2 separate regions of the Macaca mulatta genome follow, and region 1 is linked to region 2. The links are chromatin contacts, called in public Hi-C maps. All regions are on one chromosome and are shown on one strand. The core of a region is the stretch at or near the end of the contact, and the rest is flanking DNA. Distances in the headings are between cores, read along the strand shown.

What was found. Hi-C and Micro-C count contacts between places; a contact is called where the count stands out from the background.
Region 1: a Hi-C map of fetal cortex germinal zone shows a contact between it and region 2, with 5 times the contacts expected there. The contact joins the enhancer-like site here to the promoter of IRX5 in region 2. A contact is called at or near these places in 2 of 14 Hi-C or Micro-C datasets (fetal cortex germinal zone and fetal cortical plate).

The regions. Positions count from the first base shown.
Region 1 is chr20:50,851,164-50,857,573 of T2T-MMU8v2.0, forward strand. No RefSeq gene overlaps it. Among named protein-coding and RNA genes, the nearest start is that of IRX6, 46 kb to the left of the region's middle. Within about 2 kb of position 4,533, at least 15 of the 40 cell types and tissues checked have an H3K27ac peak or open chromatin away from gene starts, as enhancers often do. A contact at or near this core is called in fetal cortex germinal zone and fetal cortical plate, where this site is marked.
Region 2 is chr20:50,407,425-50,413,952 of T2T-MMU8v2.0, forward strand. It overlaps IRX5 (iroquois homeobox 5), which reads left to right and starts at 1,255. Exons shown (of 3, transcript XM_001086980.4): 1 at 1,255-2,013; 2 at 3,071-3,476; 3 at 3,650-4,992. The coding sequence starts at 1,765. The coding sequence ends at 4,446.

The DNA.
Region 1 (6,410 bases), core at 3,283-5,782, 450 kb after region 2:
GCCGCCAGAAACCATCTGCACATATACCAGACATGCAGGATGACACCCATGACTCTAAATAGGCTGGCAAATTAGGCCAAGTGTGTCTCTGTGTCTATAATTATCAATTGCAAATCCCGGAAAGATATCTATAGAACAGAATCAGGAAGAAATGGGGTGCTTTCTCTCATCTCCCAGTGCAAACAGCCATTGTTCAAGACCAATTAGCATGACTGGTGGTCCCTTCTTCCCGAAGGTTACACTCCCAGGCTGAAAGCATCTGCTGCACATGCACATTTCTTCATTTCTTTCCCATTTTGAGCAATTTGGTTCCTAAGCTCAGTTTCCTCATGGCTTCCTGGAGCTCTGATGACAAACCACCATACTTTGTTCCTGTCCTTTAAGGCTCTGAAGGGCACTAGAGAACATACAAAATTTGTTTCTAATTTTGCATCTGCCAAAACATTCTTATAACAATACAAGCCTATAAAAATAGGATGCAACATCCCTCTAATTCCACAAAATAAACAAATCCAAAAGGAAATTAAACACAGTCTTTGAAAATGCAGCATAAATATTTTTACCCTCATTCCCCCTTTCCTTCGCTGGCAAAAACTTGTCCCTGATTTATGATTTAAGATTGCATATTTATCCTTTTATATTTACAACAGATAATCATGACATAAGCCAATAAAAAGAAACACTAGGGCTCTCTTCTTCTTCTTGGTTTCGTGTTTTGTAAAATGAATGTCCCTCGGGACAGTTTAAGAGAATGTGGAATCCAATTTCCTCACTGGTGTTAGGAGTTTTATTTTTAACTCAACTACTCAAAATAATAGACATTCTCTACGTACCCTTATCCACAGTTGCAGTACACCAGACATGAAGTAGAATTATCTTTCCGTTTTCGTTTTTAGATAGTTCAGGGTAACTTAGAGTTCTGAATTCCTGAATCTTGGCCAAGGTGATGTCATTAAATCTATAATGAAAACAGTGTCACTGAGAGAATTAATTCATTATGGTGGAATTAAGTTAAATCCTTTATGATATGCTATTAAGCACCCACACTAACTTGCTTGCATCAACCTAAATGAAGCACATTCAAACGCGAAAAAGAAAAACAAGTTCCAACCTCAACCCTCATTGAATATTAGGTAACTTTCGAAGTTAAATTTAACTATGAAAAATATTTATAGATCTCATGGTATTTAAAACATCTTACATGTGTTGCAGTGGCCAAATACCTTGTGGTTTATATAACATCTTTGCCTGAAGGAGTATAACTTACTGTATAAATCATTATTTTGTATTTTATAAATGTTTTTGCCTTATGACTCGGTTCCTGCAACAGCCAAATAGCACAAGAGCTGCCCAACATTTCGTTAATCTTTAAAATATTATTATACTCAGTCCAGATATGATAAAAGTGTTGCCAGAGTTCGAAGTAACTTGATCAAGATTTTAAGGACATTTCTAATCCCCAAATTTACCATGTAATCAACAAATACTTATTTCGTTGGATCCTGGAGAGAGAAATAAACAAATGGGTTCTATTCCCTGTCCTCTAGAATTTTATAGTTCAGTCCGGAGCCATGACATATTCGTGTAAAAATCTATCCCCTTGAACCCGTGCAGAAAAGAAAGAGCTATGTAACCATTAGCCATGTGCTTACAAGGGGCTATTTCTGCTTCTGACACCAAATTTCTGCTGAGTCCAGGGAAACTTCCCACTTCCTCTCTATATCCTGGCTCACCACGTACTTATCTAGCATAATGGCTGCCTTGAAGGGGGTTGGGTTCTTAGAGGAAGAAAACTTACGATGGTATTCAATATGAAAACTTGAATGTTAATCTTTTTTTTTTTTTTTAATAAAGGTTACCACTTCAAAAATTAGGTCATTTCATGCTGGTGGAAAGAACACGCATTCTCATAAGATAACTGAAATAAATCACAATTCACGTTCAAAGCATCTTGCTTCTGACACATGGCTGTTAAGTGACAAATGGAAATTTCCTGAGCTCAGTAAAATGACTTGACAATAGGCTGCGTATAGTTTCTGTCGGAAAGCGGACTGTCAAAAAAAGTTGTAGCAATCATGCACCATCGTTAATGATGACCAGCCAAGCTCTTTCTCTGCAAAGACCATGGACCAAATATTGTCACAGTCAGTCACCGACTGTGCAAGACTCTTTTTGTACCACCCTTATGAAAAGAAATTTTATTTTTAAAGATTGGCTCTCATTACGACAAGTATTACCCCAAACGGTTGAAATAACAAAAAAGAATTCTGAAGCCTAGCCAATGACCTGCCTGCTTTATACAATATTGATAAGACAACCCCCTGGGCAACAAAGGAATCTGATGGTGCCTTGGTTTTCTTTGTAATGAGATTTGGCCAGGATCAGGAAAATCATGTATTTATTTAAAATGGATAGCCTGACTGCTTCTCAAAAGGTTTGAAGTGGCTTGCAAAAACCAACCAACCAAACAAACAAACAAAAAAAAGCCAAGATGTTTTAAGACTTAAAAAATGTTAAGAGTAAAAAAAAAAAGAGAGAGAGAGAGAAAAGAAATCATCAAATGCATTAGCACCCTGGGCCAACGCAGCTCCTTTAATTGAGCATTAAACAAACTTAAACGTAGCATTTCCTGTTCCAGAAGCAAGCAGGACTGAAACTTGGCTGGTGCACCACTAAAGCTTACCAGTTGTGTTTTCGGCTGGCATCCACCCCCACTGGATGATGCTCATGCTGTATTATACGTTAAATATTGTTATCATTCCAGGAGCCAGGCAGAGAATAGGCACTCAATAAATGGCAGCAGTTTTCAGTATTTTTCTCCTGTATTCCTAGCAGCCATACTACCTGCAGCATTCAGTTCATATCTATTTGAAATACACAGAAAATCTATTCATGTTTTCCCTTTAAGCAACTGTCTGTTAAGTGCCCTCTACCAGCAAAAGGAGGCAAGGACTTGATCTTTCTTGGGGCTCTATTTTCCTCTGTAGGAGAAATGAGTACAAGAGGCCACAGCTTAATCGATGTTTACCAAAAATCTGACTTTTTGTTCCTAGCTGGGATTTTGCAACCACATTATAAATAACTTGAGTAACACGCGAGGAGGACGCACCAATTCTAGCCCATTGCTGAATAGTGTGCAAACACTATATGGAGTTTCTTTCATGTCTGCAAAAAAGGGGGGGCACGTTTCTCTCCTTTTCTCTAATTTTCTTTATATTTAAGTTTCTCACCTCTGGAGGAGTGCATGGAGCTAATTGTGCATTTCTCTTGTGTGAATAAAGGACGAAGTGTCTGCTTTCACTTCAAATTGCTTGGCCCTCAATCAACATCACCATAAATGTGACATATGAATATTAAATCCAAATATTTTATTGGTGCAGATAAATATGATTTGTAAAAAGAGTCAAATTAACAATCCATTACATACTAATGGGCTTTAATCAATAAGTTTAATTTGACTAAAAGGAGAGGGGCGGGGGGTGGGGGGAGAAAAGAGACTCAGTAACACCCAGATGGTGCCATTTAAAATTATAAAGGTGACTGACTTCTCCAACTTCTCCGCTGTATTCTGACTTGGGAGCTTATGGACCCAACACCGGAGTTATGTTGAAAGTGGGCGTCTGTCTGTGGTTTACACTCACTCATATTTCTAATTATTTTTGTTTAAAATGAACCACTGTAAATACAAAAAGTACTGAGAATAATACAAACGAACAAAATCCCACAAAACAGAAAGAAAAACATGTCTTTTAAAAGCCATATTTGCTCCAGATTACTTTAGTAAAAATGAATGCACATAAATCCAAAGTTTCTTTTGTCCCGTCTCTATCTTAACCTTCTCTTTCCCTTCCTCCTTCTCCAGCGGCTGGACTGAATGTTGTATGTTTCCTTCTTGCTTCATTTTTGTACTTTTCCTACATCTAGAGGAATCCAGAAGCCATGGGGAGTATCACTTGGTGTGTTTGTGAAATTCTACAACTTATTTTTTCCAACTGTCAACCTAGTTCATTCCTTTTAACTGTGATGTAGTATTCCACTATGTGATTCTGTCACTTCCTTTATTCTTTTTTTCTCTCTCTCTCTCTCATTCTCTTACTGATGGATAGTTAGGTTGAATCACCTTACTGTAGTTACTCTGACCTTAGTTAGGAGAAAGGTGCCCAGGTCCCTGATTACTGAAGTTGGTTTTAGGTCCTTGGACAGATCGCAGCCTCACCTACGGGAAGATCTACATCCTCTCCTCCAGGGCTCTACCAAGGGAGAACCAAGGGAGAAAAGCATGCCTTTCGGGCTGCTGTTTTGCATTTTATACGGATAGCCGGCTCATGGCAATGTGACTGAAGCTGGCGGGGGCCTTTGAGCATCAAATATGTCCTCTTTCCCCCTACCTACTTCGGCTCCGGTTTCTCTCCCGAAGCCTAAATAAAGAAGGTAACAGACAACGCCTCTATTGGCAGAGGCTTCTGCCTTTTCCGACGGGCTGGCTGCAGCGCGTCCCTAATCCTTATGTCAGCCTGCACTCTAGCGTTGCCGGCCTGGTCCAGCATCTGACAGCCGCGAATCCGAAGCTGCCGGCAGCTCATTTCTAAGCAGCAGCTCACAGCGCCCCGTCGCCCTCCCGCAGAAGGGGAACAAAGCCCGGCGGACTATCTCACTATCTTCTGGGTGGCAAGGAAATCTCAATTATACACCCAAGGGATGTGGTTTGTGAAAAACTAGAAAGAATGTTTAAATTGTATACGTAAATTGTTTTGTTTTACAAGCTGGGGTAAATCAGCACATTTGCAGCCCATATTTATCTGATCCACTCCATAAGACTCTTTTTGAATGTCTGCCCTTGATGTGGGGTAGATGCCTATGCAAAACATAACCGACTCCTAAATTCAATTAGGGCATTAGGGGGGAAAATGGAAATTTTGCTTTGGGCTTAGTCATGACTGCTGAGAACTTCTCAGTATAGTTTCTCGGCTGTAACCGAAGATTGAAATCGAAGGATACAATTTCCAACGGATGCTGAGTAGTCAGACTGTTGGTTCGAGCTAGCCCTTTTAAGAAAAAGATGGTAAATGAAAGGCCTTCCTTTAATCTGATTTCTAGCTTATTAAAAAAAATTCTTTGCATCACTCCCAACATAGGATAGTCAACATTTATTGAGCTGGATATAGTATAATTAATGTTCTCTATCCCGATAAGAATACATGATAGAAGATGGGAATGTATCATTCCATGGGACAAACTGTAAATTGCAAAAAAATACCCCAAAGAAAACAATATTTGAAAAGAGAGTATTTTACTTTAGCAGCAGAGCACACCCCAGGGATGTGGTTGATGAAGAAGTAGGAGTGTTTAAATTGTATATACAAACTGTTGTGTTTCACAAGCTGGGATAAATCACAGATAGAGGTCATGGTGATCAGAAAAGTTTGAGGTGGTGTGGAACCTAAGCAGGAATAATCTTCTGGCTTTGACCACGGGCTGCTGAACCCTAATCGCTGATAACAGCCGTCGAGCAGCAGAGAAACTCCACTTCATATCGATGTGGCATTTACTCTTTCAGAAAGCCCCCCACTCTGGCCGGCACTTATGGCAAGATAATTAATAGTCCCCTGAGTTATAGATTCCGAGCTAAAGGTAACAGTACATAATGGAAGTCAAGGTCACCCATAATACAGTAGCTTCTATAACAAAGGGGATTATTACTGCAATTACCGTCCTGTTGGAAAGATTTTATAAGTTTTCATCATTTTAATTCTTAAATCTTCCTCTTGCCAGTGAAGTTTAAACTCTCCGATTTATGAGGGGGAATAAAAGCCTCTCTCATCCCACCACAAAAGCCTTCTCTTTCGGAGCAACCTAGGTGGTTTCTAGTGAGGTCGATGAGAGAAAGACAGCCCCGTTTACCCACGAGGCCTTCATGAAATCTCCCCAGGCAGGGCATGTCTGCTTTGTGTTGTCCTGTCCTGTGCCATGTCAGAATACTAAAATACACTCATACCCCTTATGAAACATAATATTTTCAGCTTAAAATGAGAATATTTGCTAGTTTTATTGATAACATTATTATTTATTTGCAGTTGATAGTATTTTTCTTCTCTTGGAGCCAATGATTTTCTCCCCCCTCATCCTCAACTGGTCTCAAATATGCTCAGAGGGCCTTGAAAAGTTTGTCTCTGGCCTTTTGCCTGTTGTGTCCAATGAAGACAACAGCTCTGTTTGCCAAGGCCTAAACCCAGGCCGAATGTCGGAGCACGTCTTCCACCCAAACTGTTTAGTGGCTAAATTTGCTCCTGGCTGGAAAAACTCCAGTTCCCGTCATACACACACACACACACACACACACACACACACACACACACACAAGCTGTTTTAAAAGCACTTCTAAAGAAAGAGCTTAGGTCAGAAAATTGTAA
Region 2 (6,528 bases), core at 5-2,504:
GGTGGGTTAGTGTGAGCTCGCGAAATAAAGTACGTCTCGCCCGTCAAAGTCAATGCGAGAAACTTTGTATATAGTTATGCTTGGGCTTGCGTGTGGCCCCATTATGCGAAGTTTCCGAAATCCCGAGCTTCCGCGGCGTGCCCAAACCTGTGCCATCCTCTGTCCTGGTTCACCAGCGCCCCTGTCTGTCCCAGAGTTCGAGTGCTTCCGTGGCTTGTGGCGGCGGGAGGTGGAGAGGAGAGGAGAGGGTCTGTTTTGTATTCTAACTGTGTGGCCGTCGTGGGCAAGGGCTCTGCCTCTGACTCAGTTGTGTGTGTTTGCCTCGCCAGCGCCTCGCTGAACAAACAGTGGTTGGGTTGGGCACTGCTCTGCCCAGTGTTTGCAGTGGAGCGTGGGCGGGTGCGAGAGTGCGTGCGAAGGGGAAGGCGACTTAGTTGAACAAAAGGGAAGGGGACCTGCTCCCTCCACCACCACCGACTTGGCGGTGCGAGCTGCGTGCGATTGGAAAGCCGGGAGAAAGAGGCGGAGAGGCGTGGGAGTGGAGCTGGGGACGGTCCCGAGACCTCCTCGGGTGTAGCTGATTCTCTGGCAGTTCTTGCCCACCACCCATACTCTAGAAAAAGGCTACCCCGGTAATTCCAGGAACCAGTGTCTTTTCCCTCGCCGTCCGGCGGCGTGTCGGTAGAAGGAAGGCTAGCCGGAGACGTGCAGACGTCTGAGGCCTGTCTCTCGCCCACCTGCTGCTGCCGGCGCAGAGGGGCAGTCATCCCGGACTTCCTGCGCCCTGGGCGCGGGCCATCCATCGGCTCTCCCAGAGACTTTCATTCGGGATCTCCAGCTGGCTCTCGGCCTCCCTGGCTTGGGGAAGACGCCAGAGAGCGGTGGGCAACGAACGGCCTCGGAGCCCAGCCTGCCGGAGAACAAGAAATCCGCTAAGTCCGCAATCTACTGTGGCTAGGAGAGCGCAGAGCGTTCGCCGGCGCACAGTCCGCGGCCTTGTTCCCTTTGTGCTTCGGGGCGGCGGGACCCGCTGCAGGGCCGGCCGTGCGGCGGGACTGCCACTCCGCCCCAAGTTAGCAGAAGAGGAAAGTTGGAAGAGATCGGCGCTCCTGGGATGTGATTGTCATCCTGGGGCCGGCGCTCGAGAGTCTGAGAGAAAGCGAGAGAGAGGGAGAGACCGGGGAGGGGAAAAGGGGAGGCAAAGAGGAGGGGTGAGAGGGGGGCCGCGGAGGGGAGGCGGGCGCTAGGGAGGGGCGAGAGGAACGCCAGCGAGCGGGAGAGGGAGCCGGGGAGGAAGAGGGAGAGGGCGAGGCGCGCCTGGCGGCCGGGTTGGCTGCGGCCGCCCAGAAGCTCCTGCCAGTCCTCCCACCGACTACACCCCGGGAAGGAGGAGCTTCGGGCGCGCACAAGGCGTCAGAATCCTCAATTTCCAACTTAGCATCTTGGCAGGACCTTTGCAAAGCCAAAAGCAGAGCCCCCCGGTGCAAAGAGCGAGGGGAAAAAAGAGAAAGCAGCAAGGGAGGGGAGGGGAAAAAAGCCCAGCTGGGGCGAGCGAGGCGCGCAGAGGAGCGGGCGCGGCGGTCGCAGCCGGAGGCGCGCGGGAAGCCAACCAGGAGGCGCCGCGGGCCGGAGCCCCGGAGCCGGGGCCAGAAGAGCGGCGGCCCAGGGCAGCCAGAGGCCAGGTGCCCGCCCGCTCGCCCTCGCAGGGCGCCGCCCGGCTCGTTGGCGGCCGCGGCGCGGCGCGCCCCATGCCCGTGTGTGGCCATGTCCTATCCGCAGGGCTACTTGTACCAGCCGTCCGCCTCGCTGGCGCTCTACTCGTGCCCGGCGTACAGCACCAGCGTCATTTCGGGGCCCCGCACGGATGAGCTCGGCCGCTCTTCTTCGGGCTCCGCGTTCTCGCCCTACGCTGGCTCGACTGCCTTCACGGCGCCCTCGCCGGGCTACAACTCGCACCTCCAGTACGGCGCCGACCCCGCGGCCGCAGCCGCCGCCGCCTTCTCCTCGTACGTGGTAAGTGAGCGGGATCCGCGGCTGGCGAGGGGCAGCAGGGGCCCGGCGGGAGGACGGGGGCGGAGGGGGACACGGGCCTAGGCGCCAACACCGACCTCCCCCGCCAAGCTTCGCGACCCCTTCAAACTTGGGCGATTGTCTCCCCCGGCTTCGCCCAGGCCTCGGACTCAAGAGTTGCTCAGAAAAGAGAGCCGCGTCTTGCTCGGATCGCTGAGCTTGCGGGAAGGGGTTCTGTGGGGAGAGGTAGCTGCAATTAAAGAGCAGCATTTGGTGTAAACGTAAGCTCCGGGCTGCCCTGCAAATTTTATATTTTTGGTTTTGCCATTTTGGAAAAGTAGTTCAAAAGAAATAGACCCGAAATTTGAGCAGAAGCGTGCTAAGTCAATGTAAATGTGTTTGGCCTAGCCTTTAATTAGTCCTCCAAAATGTTGCAAATCCGTAATCCTATCTTCGCAATCCGATTTGCGGGTATTAAATTTCAGAAAAGTCGGTCGAGCTGCGGTGCATCCGGGATTTTTCGGCCGGGTTGTAACTTCGGTCTGGGGTAGTATTTTGGAGGGTGGGAGTGCCTGGGCATGGCTCAGCTTTTTGTTTGCATTTGTTAGCGTGTTGAAAAAAAAAAAAAAAAAGAGCAAGAGCCTTTACTTCCCTTGTTTTCCCCCCTTGCGCCCAACGTGCGGCCGCTCCCGCGCGGACCGCGGAGTCGCCTCAGTTGCCCAGGCCTCTATCTGGATGGAGGCCGGGCTGCCCTGGCCAGATCTGCTCACGGGGTACGGACGTGCCGGGGCAGATGGGGGCCTATGGGAGGCACCGAGGCCGGGACAGCTTCAGGGGCCCCAGAAGGACCTGACCCAGGAATTAAGGTCCCCGCTGCCTTCTGAGGAGGGGGAGGAGTTGCTCCTAGGTCTGAACCCCGCCAGCCTTGCCCCAGAGGAAGCTGGAGTGCGGGCCTCGTCCACCCACAGACCCCGGGGAGCGCAGGGAAAAGGGTGCTTCGGTCGTTCCGATGGCAGTGGAGACCAAGGCCCACACTCACCTCTCTGCGTCTCCACCGCAGGGCTCTCCCTACGACCACACACCCGGTATGGCGGGCTCCTTGGGGTACCATCCCTACGCGGCGCCCCTGGGCTCGTACCCTTACGGGGATCCAGCGTACCGGAAGAACGCCACAAGGGACGCCACGGCTACGCTCAAGGCCTGGCTCAACGAGCATCGCAAGAACCCCTACCCCACCAAGGGCGAGAAGATCATGCTGGCCATCATCACCAAGATGACCCTCACCCAAGTGTCCACCTGGTTCGCCAACGCGCGCCGGCGCCTCAAGAAAGAGAATAAAATGACGTGGACGCCGCGGAACCGCAGCGAGGACGAAGAAGAGGAGGAGAACATTGACCTGGAGAAGAACGACGAGGACGAGCCCCAGAAGCCCGAGGACAAGGGCGACCCCGAAGGCCCCGAAGCAGGTTGGTGGACACGGGAACGGGCGTGTTGGGCGGGAGTAAAAAGGAAAAGAGAGACCTAGAGGGGGCGCGCACGGGGCCTGGAGGTTGGGAGCAGAGGTCTCTACCTTTGCGGGCGGGAACCGAGTCCCGCCGCGCGGCCACTGCGCCTCTGACAGCCTGGGTTTCACCCGCAGGAGGAGCTGAGCAGAAGGCGGCTTCGGGCTGCGAACGGCTTCAGGGACCACCCACCCCTGCCAGCAAGGAGACCGAGGGCAGCCTCAGCGACTCGGATTTTAAGGAGCCGCCCTCGGAGGGCCGCCTCGACGCGTTGCAGGGCGCCCCCCGCACCGGCGGGCCCTCCCCGGCTGGGCCAGCGGCGGCGCGGCTGGCGGAGGACCCGGCCCCTCACTACCCCGCGGGCGCGCCGGCGCCGGGCCCGCATCCAGCCGCGGGAGAGCTGCCCCCGGGTCCCGGCGGGCCCTCGGTTATCCATTCGCCGCCTCCGCCGCCGCCTCCGGCGGTGCTCGCCAAGCCCAAATTGTGGTCTCTGGCAGAGATCGCCACATCCTCGGACAAGGTCAAGGACGGGGGTGGCGGGAGCGAGGGCTCTCCATGCCCACCGTGTCCCGGGCCCATAGCTGGGCAAGCCCTAGGAGGCAGCCGTGCGTCGCCGACCCCGGCGCCATCGCGCTCGCCCTCGGCGCAGTGTCCTTTTCCAGGCGGGACGGTGCTGTCCCGGCCTCTCTACTACACCGCGCCCTTCTATCCCGGCTACACGAACTATGGCTCCTTCGGACACCTTCATGGCCACCCAGGGCCCGGGCCAGGGCCCACAACCGGTCCGGGGTCTCATTTCAATGGATTAAACCAGACCGTGTTGAACCGAGCGGACGCTTTGTCTAAAGACCCGAAAATGTTGCGGAGCCAGTCTCAGCTAGACCTGTGCAAAGACTCTCCCTATGAATTGAAGAAAGGTATGTCCGACATTTAACGCGGGCTGCGTCGGTCCCGGACTTTTCTAATTTATTAAAAACATGGCCTTGGCAGTTATTTTTCCATCACTGAGAAAGAGAGAGAAAAAAAATAAACTACCCCTCCTATTCAAAAGTTTATAGTTTATGGAGATGGATGGCATAAAAATGTAAACATCTCCACACACACACACAAAAGTCTTAACCAACCGAAAAGAAAAAAAAGGATTTGTATTAAATCTTATTCTGTATATTTAATGTAGCATTTTTGTATTTAAATTGATAATTCATTATCTTTGAAGTAAATTATGAAATCAAGACACCTGTACAGGCATTTAATGTTTTTTTTTTGTAATATAAATATATACATTTGTGTTTCCCCAAAACTGTTTCATAGTTTAAAAATACAAGTTTAATTTAATTTTTTACACCTATTGATTCTGCTGGGTATGAGCTAAAGTATTATTACAGAAAGGAAACAGGTTATACTCTTAGATTTAAAAAGTGAAAGAAACTGCAGGCGCCTTTGTAAAATGCAAAATATTTAATTAAAAGAGATTTTAACATAATGAGAGCCACTCATTACTTTTTAGAAGCCTCAATAAACTGTCCATTGCCTTGGTCAAAAGGTGCAAACTGCAACTTTTTTCAAAGTGGGGATTGAAAGGTTCCACAGACCTTCAAGTGTGCCAGGGGAAAAACATAATTAGGTTGCAAGCCCGGGGGAACCTGGCCCTGCCCAGAAAGCAGATCTAGATCACTGATGCGGGCTGTTTGAGAGAGACTGGACCCTGGAGGAAGGAGAAGAGAGACCCAAGTGTGTGCCCAGAAGGGAGAAAAGATGGCAAAGCCAGTTAGGGACACGCACCACCCGAGCGCCATCGCTTAACCTAATTACTTCCAATCAGTGTCGTGTTTTATGCAAAGTAATCAGCTGGTGAACTTTGCTAATGAGTTCGATTTTATGCCGGATTTAGCCCTTATTACTATTTCAAGGGTGCTTCGGGCTAACGGGGGGGAGTATTCAAGGATGCCAAGAGGAAGGCTTTCCCAAGTCACCGTCTTCTTCTCTGCCCCTTCAAATTTGGGCATTGATCTCTTTGGATTTGATTAAATTATGAACGTTCCATCCCAGACGGTGCGGGTGGCGGGCGGCGCAGGAGTGTCCGCTCAGCTACGGGGCTGGGGTCGAGCGGGACGGGCGAGGGGACGGTTTCCCCCTTTCACAGGTAGGTGTCACACTTGTCCTGAATTTCAAGCCTGCACTTTGCAGAGTCGGAGATTGCAGAGTGGGCGGAGGGGGAGGAGGGAGCGCCACAGCCACTTGGGGGAAGCGAGGGGAGCCCCTGAAAGGATCCCTCCCCCTCACAACGGGCCTCTTTTTGGACAAGTGGCCTTCAGAAGTTCGAGGCCATTTGCCTAGATAACGAGGCCGTTGTGGACTCCATCAGGCTTGTCGTCGCTTTAGCACTTTTCCCAGCTTAGATGCAAGAGTCCGAGCAGCTACAAAAATATTTTTGGGGTTTTATTTTCTCGTTTTAATCCCGCATACTTCATCTCAAAATGAAAAGTCAGGATGCATCTGAATCCCTAATGAGGAAGAATCAACGCCCTGCGCCGGAGGCCGGCCAACGATGTGGGTTCGGGCTTGGCTGCGGTGCTGACGGCTCCATTTTGCAGCCGAGATCTGGAGCCCGGACGCGTTTTACTTCGTGGGAAATTTTCAGTGGTTGGGGGAGGGAGTGGGGGTGGGTGTTATAGCAAAAACATACCCCAGCGAGGGGAATTAATTTGCTCTATTAAACCCAAGCCTGAGTGTAGAGAGGGAATGTGTTTGCACATAACACCGGCTTAATTAGGCTAAATCAAAATGCACATATTTGCATTTCTGCTGAAGATGACTTTAACCTCAACTCAGTATTTTAAACCCACACCGAAGTTTCACTGGAGTTGCTTTTGCTATTTCTTTTTTTTTTTAACCTGCCACGGGGCTCCTTTAAGCTTATTCGAATTTAAACAAGTTTGAAAGCTGCATTGTCCAGATGTTTTAGCAAACAGCGGTGGACTTCAGGGTTTAAATTAGTGAGAAAATTCACGCAGGG